Regions from separate parts of the Mus musculus genome. Here region 2 is linked to region 1. The links are chromatin contacts, called in public promoter capture Hi-C maps. All regions are on one chromosome and are shown on one strand. Each heading gives the region's core, a stretch centred on a gene start, on an enhancer-like site or on the middle of the called end of the contact. The rest is flanking DNA. Distances are from core to core; before and after follow the strand shown. Region 1 has its middle 150 kb from the start of Shcbp1. Region 2 holds the start of Slc10a2 (solute carrier family 10, member 2).

Region 1 (4,177 bases), core at 168-2,667:
TGTTCACTGTACAAAACTTGGCAGCAGAAGAGGCATGGGATAGCTTTTCCCAGTGGTAGCATTATTACAATCCAGGTAGATTTGTCATTGCAGGACCCCAGCATCTTCTTGGAGACCTCAAATGTTACATCTGGCCAATTTACTCTTTTTCTTGGGGCATATTCTCTTGATGATCTGTCCTTTTTTCTCCAAATGTGTCACTTGTCCAGTAGTCTCTGGATTCCTTAGTTGGATGCTTTTATTCTCCTGGAAATAAAAAAGCAAAATCCTGCCCCAACCCCAAGTCTTGGGGATGTGGGGGTTGTTCTTTTTTTGGCAGGTTATATCTTTCCTAGGGCAAATGTTTTTGGGAAACAGAAAAAAGTATTACCTCTCAATTAAAATTTGAAAATGATTCTTTTGAAATTTTGAAAGCACATATACCTTAGTGAATAAATGTACCTACACCCCCCTTTGTCTTCATATATTAATTCAAACTTTAAGTGTATTCATTTTTAGATCACAAAAATATTCACTTTGAATTTCAGCCTGCCTTTTGCAAGTGGCTTTTAAATTTAAATCACTGTAATTCTTTTTTTTTTATTGGATATATTATTTACTTACATTTCAAATGTTATCCCCTTTCCTGGTTTCCTCTCTGAAAACCCCCTATCTCATCCTCTCTTACACTACTTCTATGAGGGTGTTCCCCACCACCCACCCACTCCCCACTCCCCACTCCGTAGCATTCCTCTACACTGGAGCATCAAGTCTTCACAGGATCAAAAGCCTCCTGTGCCTGCCTCTGCCTTCCGTGTGCTGGGATTAAAGTGTGAACTATCACCACCTAGATATAAATTCTTTAAATATGGCATGTGATTTTTAGTTCCAATTAGGAACTGTATCTGAGTTTTTTTCCTGGGTGGTGGGATTAAAGGTGGACACCACCACCACCCCTTTTCACTGTAGCTCTAGAATTTATAGAACAACCAACTTATAAAGATCTACCTATCTCTGCTAGGATTAAAGACATGAGCTACCACCACCCTGCTCAAAAATTGTTTCTTAACTCCAAATCATTCCAACTCTTAGAGATTTAGAAAACAAGTTTGAACTGTAGTTACCTTTTGAATTTAGTTAAAACATTTTAAATCTCTTAACTGTGTTTTTAATACTGAACAACAAAAATATCCTTTTTATTTAATAATAAAACTCAAAATCTAATGTCCAAGATGGTATGGGCCACATGGCAACCTTCAGTCTAGCATTCTGAAATGTAATTAAGACACATAGTTTTAAAAGAGCATACACAAGATGGTCTGAGGTCCCCTGCACTTATGTAGCAGAGGGCTGCCTTGTCTTGCCTCAGTGGGAGAGGATTTGCCTAATCCTGTAAATACTAAATGCCCCAGGGTGGAGGGATACCTAAGTGGAGGTTAACCTCACAGAGACAAAGGGGTGGGGGATGAGGGAAGAAATCTGCAAGAGGGGATCAGGAAGAGGGAGCAACATTTGAGATGTAAATAAGTAAAATAATTATTTTTTTAAAAAACTCCTACCTACCAGATGCATATCCAAAGAAAATGGATATGTGAACTCATGTTTAAGTCAGCATTATTCACAATTGCCAAGCCTTGAAAGCCATTTGCATCCATCCAATAATGAGTAAACAAATAAATGTGGTATATATACACAGTGAAATTCTATTTGGCCATAAAAATGACATTTTCATATGCAACAATACAGATGCAATTCAAGATCCAGATACAGAAAGATGAATTTAATATGTGGCATCTCGGATAGTTAAGCTGATAGAAAATTGTAGTAGAATGGTGCTTACAAGAGATTGGAGAGACCTTCTCAAGGAGTCCTACTCCCTGATGAATAAGCATTCAGATGCATGGGCTGGGGGCAGGGCATTCTTATTCAAACCACCACAGAGCTCCTGCACAGGATTCCACCCCTTTCCCACTTGCCTTAGTTAGGGCTTCTATTGTTAGAATAAAACACTGTGACCTAAAGCAAGTTGAGTAGAAAAGGGTTCATTTGGCTCACACTTTCACATAGTTCTTCATCATTGAAGAAAGTCAAGAGAGGAATTCAAGAAGAACAAGAACCGAGAAGCATGAGATAATGCAGAAGCTAAGGAGGGGTTCTGCTTACTGGTTTGCTTTTCTTGAATTGCTCAGGTTGCTTTCTTACAGAACCCAGAAGCACCAGGCCAGGAATAGAACCACTTACAATGGGCTATGCCTTCACTTAGCAGTAACTCATTAATAAAATGCCTTACAGACAGATCTTGAAGAAATATTTCCTCAATTGTGCTTCCCACCTTTCAGAAAATTCTAGGCTGTGTTTTCACATGTTGACATGACTAACCAGCATACCCCTCCAATCAAATAGAAAGCAATATTATAAAACACTGGTATTTCACTAAGATTTGGGGGCTTAGTTGTTGTTCCACCAAAAACTAGCCTGCTCTTACAATACAGTAAAATACTAATAACATTTTTTTCAAATATGAAAAAATAAAGGGTTGAAAATGGATCCCTGTTGTACAAATAATAGGTAGATAACTTGGATATTCACTTTCATATCATTCCTGCTTATTTTCTTCTTTCTTTTCTCTACCTACACACTGCTGTGGCATAATTATGGTGATATGTCCTCCTCTCTTGACACAGGTAGCTTCTTCACTCAAAGTAGTTTTGTTCACAGAGAACCTCTTCTTTCATTTACCTACTATTATACACACCCAGCACTCCAGGCTTTCTGTCTCACGGGACGCCTTTCCAATACCTAAAATGAGTTCTTCTTTCCTCCAGTATACTCACTTTGTCTCTTAGGGTTTTCTTCTGGTATAGGATGTATATGTGTGGTCTCTCTCCATTAAGGCCAAAACCTTCTCAAGTACAAAGACAAGACCATGTTTACTTCTCTTTATAAAATGTACACTGTATATTTTGAAATGCATTTCAAAAGCAAGGAATTAAAGAGATATACAGGTAGTATTGGATTTTACATTGCTAGGGATGTAAGTCACTCAATAATTTTGTGGAATGAATTAATGAGGCATTCAACTATTTGATTTATCATTAGTTTGAACATGAACTTGCAGAAAAAGTCAATGAACATCATGTGGAATGATATAGAAGAAAAGCATATGCAAAGTATCTTTCAACATCACTCCACTTTGATCTTCTTTTTAAAAGAAGGAAAGTGGTTATGATCTTTAAAGCATTTTCAAATTCTCTGATCTTCTCTAATGAGCTATTTGAATATATAAAGCCAGAATGATAGGTTTGAAACATTAGCTAGAGTTGATCTTGGGGAATTTAGAACACTAGAACAGATTATTAACAACTACTTGTTCACTTGAAGCAATCCCACTGAAATCAGGGACTAGACAAAGCTGCCCAGTTTCTCCCTACCTATTCAATATAGTACTTGAAGTTCTAGCCAGAGCAATTAGACAACAAAAAGAGATCAAGGGGATACAAATTGGAAAGGAAAAAGTCAACATATCACTATTTTTAGATGATATGATAGTATATATAAGTGACCCTAATAATTCCATCAAAGAACTCCTAAACTTGATAAACAGTTTCAGTGCAGTAGCTGGATATAAAATTAACTCAAACAAATCAGTGGCCTTTCTCTACACAAAGGATAAACAGGCTGAGAAAGAAATTAGGGAAACAACACCCTTCACAATAGTTAGAAGTAGTATAAGGCACTGTGGTGTAACCCTAACTAAGGAAGTGAAAGATCTTTATGATAAGAATTTCAAGTCTCTGAAGAAAGAAATTGAAGAAGACCTCAGATGATGGAAAGATCTCCCATGCTCATGGATTAGTAGGATTAATATAGTAAAAATAGCTATCTTGCCAAAAGCAATCTATAGATTCAATGCAAGCCCCATCAAAATTCCAACTCAATTCTTCACAGAGTTAGAAAGGTCAATTTGCAAATTCATCTGGAATGACAAAAAAACCTAGGATAGCAAAAACTCTTCTCAACAATAAAAGAACCTCTGGTGGAATCACCATGCCTGTTCTCAAGCTCTACTATAGAGCAATTGTGATTAAAAAAAATGCATGGTACTAGTACAGAGAGAGATAAGTAGATCAATGAAATAGAACTGAAGATCCAGAAATGAATGCACACACCTATGGTGACTTGATCTTTGACAAAGGAG
Region 2 (4,005 bases), core at 729-3,228, 170 kb before region 1:
AAAACCTCCTATCGCATCCCCGCTCCTCCTGATTCTATGAGGGAATGCCCCCACCCAACCACCTATTCCTGCCTCCCTGCCTTCACATTCCCCAACACTGGGGCAGCCAGGCAAAAAGGAACTAGCTCTGGCAGGTACACAAAGGCAGCAGCAGGAGGCGCACCTTCCTCACATGCCTTGGGACTGACTGCCACCAGGTGAGGTAATGAACCAGAGATCAATCAGACCGATGGAGAGGCACAGCCAGGAGTGGGAGGAGAGGCCTTGCTGGGAAACCTAGCTAATCATTTAGCCACAAGGCAGGGCAGGTAGTGGGAGAGAAGAAAGAATCTTCCAGAACCTAGCCTCTTGCCAACTAACTCCAATCTAGGCAATCTGAGGCTGGATTTGGCAGCGCCAATTATAACCAACTAACAGAAGAAAGCACAAACAAAGCAACCTAACAGCTTAAAAGGACATTACTGGAACAGAAGTTATATTAGCAAGGAGAATTAATCAGTTATCAGTCAAGAAAATGGCCCTGATCCTGACATTAACTCAATCATAGGTTAAAGGGGAAGGGTCCCCAGTTCTCCAGCTGCTAGGACCTAGGACTGTTTTTCTTCTGCCCGGTGGTCAAGTCGTGATAAGAAGGCCATTATTTCTGTGAGGAGTTTTTCTTCACAGGTAGCTTCTGAGTGTGAGCAGTCAGACTTCACTATTATGATATAACTAGAGACACAATCAAAGCCCTGCCCAATCTCAAAGGGGTGCCCTATTCAGCATCATTACGTTCAACTGGGAGCTCTATAGAAAACAAAGTCAAGAGTCAGAACCTACATTTAAAAAATGCCTCCTGAAATCTTAAGCATACTGAGTTCTAAGAAACTGTTCTAAATGGTTTGTGTTAGTGTGTTTGTCTTCCTGGGAGAGAGAGATAGAAACAGGACCTCATTCTCTAGTCCATGATGGTCTTGAACTTCATATCCTCATGCTTCATGCTCTTCAGACTCCTGAGTCTGTAGATATAAGCTAGAACCCAGCCTACTCTAGTGTTGGGTTTAAATACCTGAGAACTGGACATTTGTCTTCTGCCTATTTTTGTGCCTTCCTTACATACCTTACCACAGCGCTCTGTTCATCCATCATAAAAATAACTACTTGATATTTCCAAAAACCTCTTATAATACTTTCTATTTCACACACACACACACACACACACACACACACACACACACACACACACACACAACTTTAATTCCTGGCTCTAAGCACAAAGAGTTATACTGTCACTTTGACCTAATCTAGAGTTTATGCCTCTAACTAATTGTATTGTCTCTATCTATAAAACACTTTGTTGCCATGTCAATATATGTATAATTCATGTGTAAGTAACGAAGGTGGCTCCATATGATGGACTTCAGCAGAAAACATTCAGTGCTCACAAGGACTAACCACCCTTCCCTAAGTTTTTTTTCAAGCCCTAGAAGTCTGTGAAACATGCATATGTTTTGTGGACATCATAGTTCATATAAGGAAGAATGACCACTTGACAGCTATTGTAAGAAAGCTGAAAATCTTCTTCAGTCAACTTATAATGTAGTTTGGCATGGGGTTATTGTTTTTTTTTTTGTTTTAATATAATTTTCAAAGCTTTAGTACCCCCTACTTAAAGTTGGAGGAGAGAATAATACACTTTACTCCACTCCAACTCTTGGAACATTCTATACAATTCAGAGTTTAACTAAAATTATTCCCAGCAAACTTTCCTGGCATTAATTATTAACGTGGCTATTTCTGTGTGGCTTAGTTCATTATCATGTCAATAAATGATTAATTATAACTTTCTGTCTTGGCCAGTAGTTTCTCTGGACGTTTTATGATTCATTATTTGTGCTATGTTGTAATGCAGCCTCTCGAAACTGACATACTAGCATTTATTGTTTTTTATTGCTTCTCTAACGTGGCTTTTCAAAGAGACACCAAGTACCACATGTTGAGAAAGGGTTTAAAAGTTTGGCGTGTTGAAAGCATACTCAGCTGGCAGTAGAGACAGAACTGGTGCTTCTGTGGACTTGGCCATTTGCACAGCACAAGCAGTGATGGATAACTCCTCTGTCTGTCCCCCAAATGCAACTGTCTGCGAAGGCGATTCCTGCGTAGTACCTGAGAGCAACTTCAATGCAATTCTCAATACAGTGATGAGCACTGTGCTCACCATCCTCTTAGCCATGGTGATGTTTTCTATGGGGTGCAATGTGGAAGTCCACAAGTTCCTAGGACATATAAAGAGACCATGGGGTATCTTCGTGGGCTTCCTCTGTCAGTTTGGAATCATGCCTCTCACAGGCTTTATCCTGTCTGTGGCCTCTGGCATCCTTCCTGTACAGGCTGTAGTGGTGCTAATTATGGGTTGCTGCCCTGGAGGAACTGGCTCCAATATCCTGGCCTATTGGATAGATGGCGACATGGACCTCAGGTAAGATATAAAAATCTGTAACTGTTACAGCCAACTGGAGTTAAGTTTAGAAAAATCTGTATCTTTTTCAACATCCATTTGATCTGCTGCACTGACTAAATGTCTAAGGAGTTAAATGGGAAGAGTAAGTGCATCCATGTGCCTTTTGAAACAGCTGCTTTGCTATTCGAAATGGGGACTCTTATTTGTGTCTTTGTATTTTTTGTAGTTTTCATCCTAAACCAAACAGTAGTTTACATTTTAATTTTTAATATTTTCAGTTAGCACACAAAGAAGCAACCTTCTAAGTGACTTTTGTATGCATGTTTATCATTGCGTTTTGTTCCTAATTATATGTCATTACCACTAGTTCCCCACTCTCCCTCCTGCTGTTCCACTCCCTGTCCTGCTTCCATGCCGCATACATTCCATTATCTTCCCTATTTCCGCCCTGATCTGCCCTGAAAGTTCCCTCTCTATCAAGTCCTGTGAGTATGTATGGCTATGTGTGTATGTATAAATTTAAATCAAGATCAGCCTCTGAGAGGAAGACTTGGTATTTGTCTTCTTAGTCTGTATTAATATGCTTGCACTTTGAACTCTAACTCAGTTAACAAGAAGTTGTATTACCTGTGGAAAACATTCAAACTTTTTCATTAAATAATTCTTCCACAAACTGCAACTGAGAAAGTCTTGTTGCAATGGAATTAAGGATGAACTTTCTGTGTGATGACAAGTTGGTCTTAGTGCAAATACAAACTCAAACTTCTCATCAAATATTAAACTCTGGTCAACATCAGCTCCACCAAAAAGCCTGTTCTTTGGACAAATACTTCTTGGTTAGAAAGCTAATGAAGAATTCATAAATTCATTTTAAATCTGGTGACATTAAGAGGAAACATTCTTCAGCAGTCATTTTAATTATGCTTATTTTTTTATAAAATAAGGAGAAAATAATGTCTCTCTTTTTCAAGAGAGTAATCTAACTTTAACATTTGTCCAATACAACTTGTGCCAGTTTTAACTAACACTGGGTGGGAGGGAGGACTGGTAACTAATAGAAATAAGAAACATTACTGGGACTAGAGCAGGAGTTTGAGGGTTGTTGTTCTGTTTTGTTTTGTTTTTACTTAATCACTTTACGTCCCTATCACTGCCCTGCTCCCAGTCACTCGTTCCACAATTTTCCCCCATGCCTCCGCCTCTTCTCATCTAAGCAAGTGGGTCCCCACTAGGTATCTCCCACGCTGGTTCACAGCAAGTCTCTGTAAGGATAGGTTCATCCTCTCCCACTGAGGCCAGACAAGGCAGTCAGGAAGAACAACTTATCCCATATACAGGCAACAGATTTTGGGACAGACCCTATTCCCACATTATGTTTGGGACCCACATTAAGACCAAACTGCACATTTGCTACATATGTTCATGGAGGCCTAGATCCAGCCATGTATGTTCTTTGATTGGCAGTTTAGTCAATATGAGCCCCATTGGCCCCAGTTAGTTTACTCTGTAGGTATTCTTATGGTGTCCTCCCCCTCCAACCCCCACAATTCTATCCCTCACTCTTC

What was found. Promoter capture Hi-C pulls out the DNA fragments that hold promoters and counts their contacts.
Region 2: a contact with region 1 is called in a promoter capture Hi-C map of embryonic stem cells, with 2.3 times the contacts expected there. The contact joins the promoter of Slc10a2 here to the enhancer-like site in region 1. A contact is called at or near these places in 4 of 39 promoter capture datasets (embryonic stem cells, liver and stem cell-derived epiblast-like cells) and 2 of 115 datasets of contacts at active chromatin or transcription factors (embryonic stem cells and kidney).

Annotation. Positions count from the first base shown.
Region 1 is chr8:4,931,976-4,936,152 of GRCm38.p6, reverse strand. No RefSeq gene overlaps it. Among named protein-coding and RNA genes, the nearest start is that of Shcbp1, 150 kb to the right of the region's middle. Within about 2 kb of position 1,417, at least 10 of the 459 cell types and tissues checked have an H3K27ac peak or open chromatin away from gene starts, as enhancers often do. A contact at or near this core is called in embryonic stem cells and stem cell-derived epiblast-like cells, where this site is marked.
Region 2 is chr8:5,103,260-5,107,264 of GRCm38.p6, reverse strand. Slc10a2 (solute carrier family 10, member 2) reads left to right here and starts at 1,978. Exons shown (of 6, transcript NM_011388.3): 1 at 1,978-2,458. The coding sequence starts at 2,082.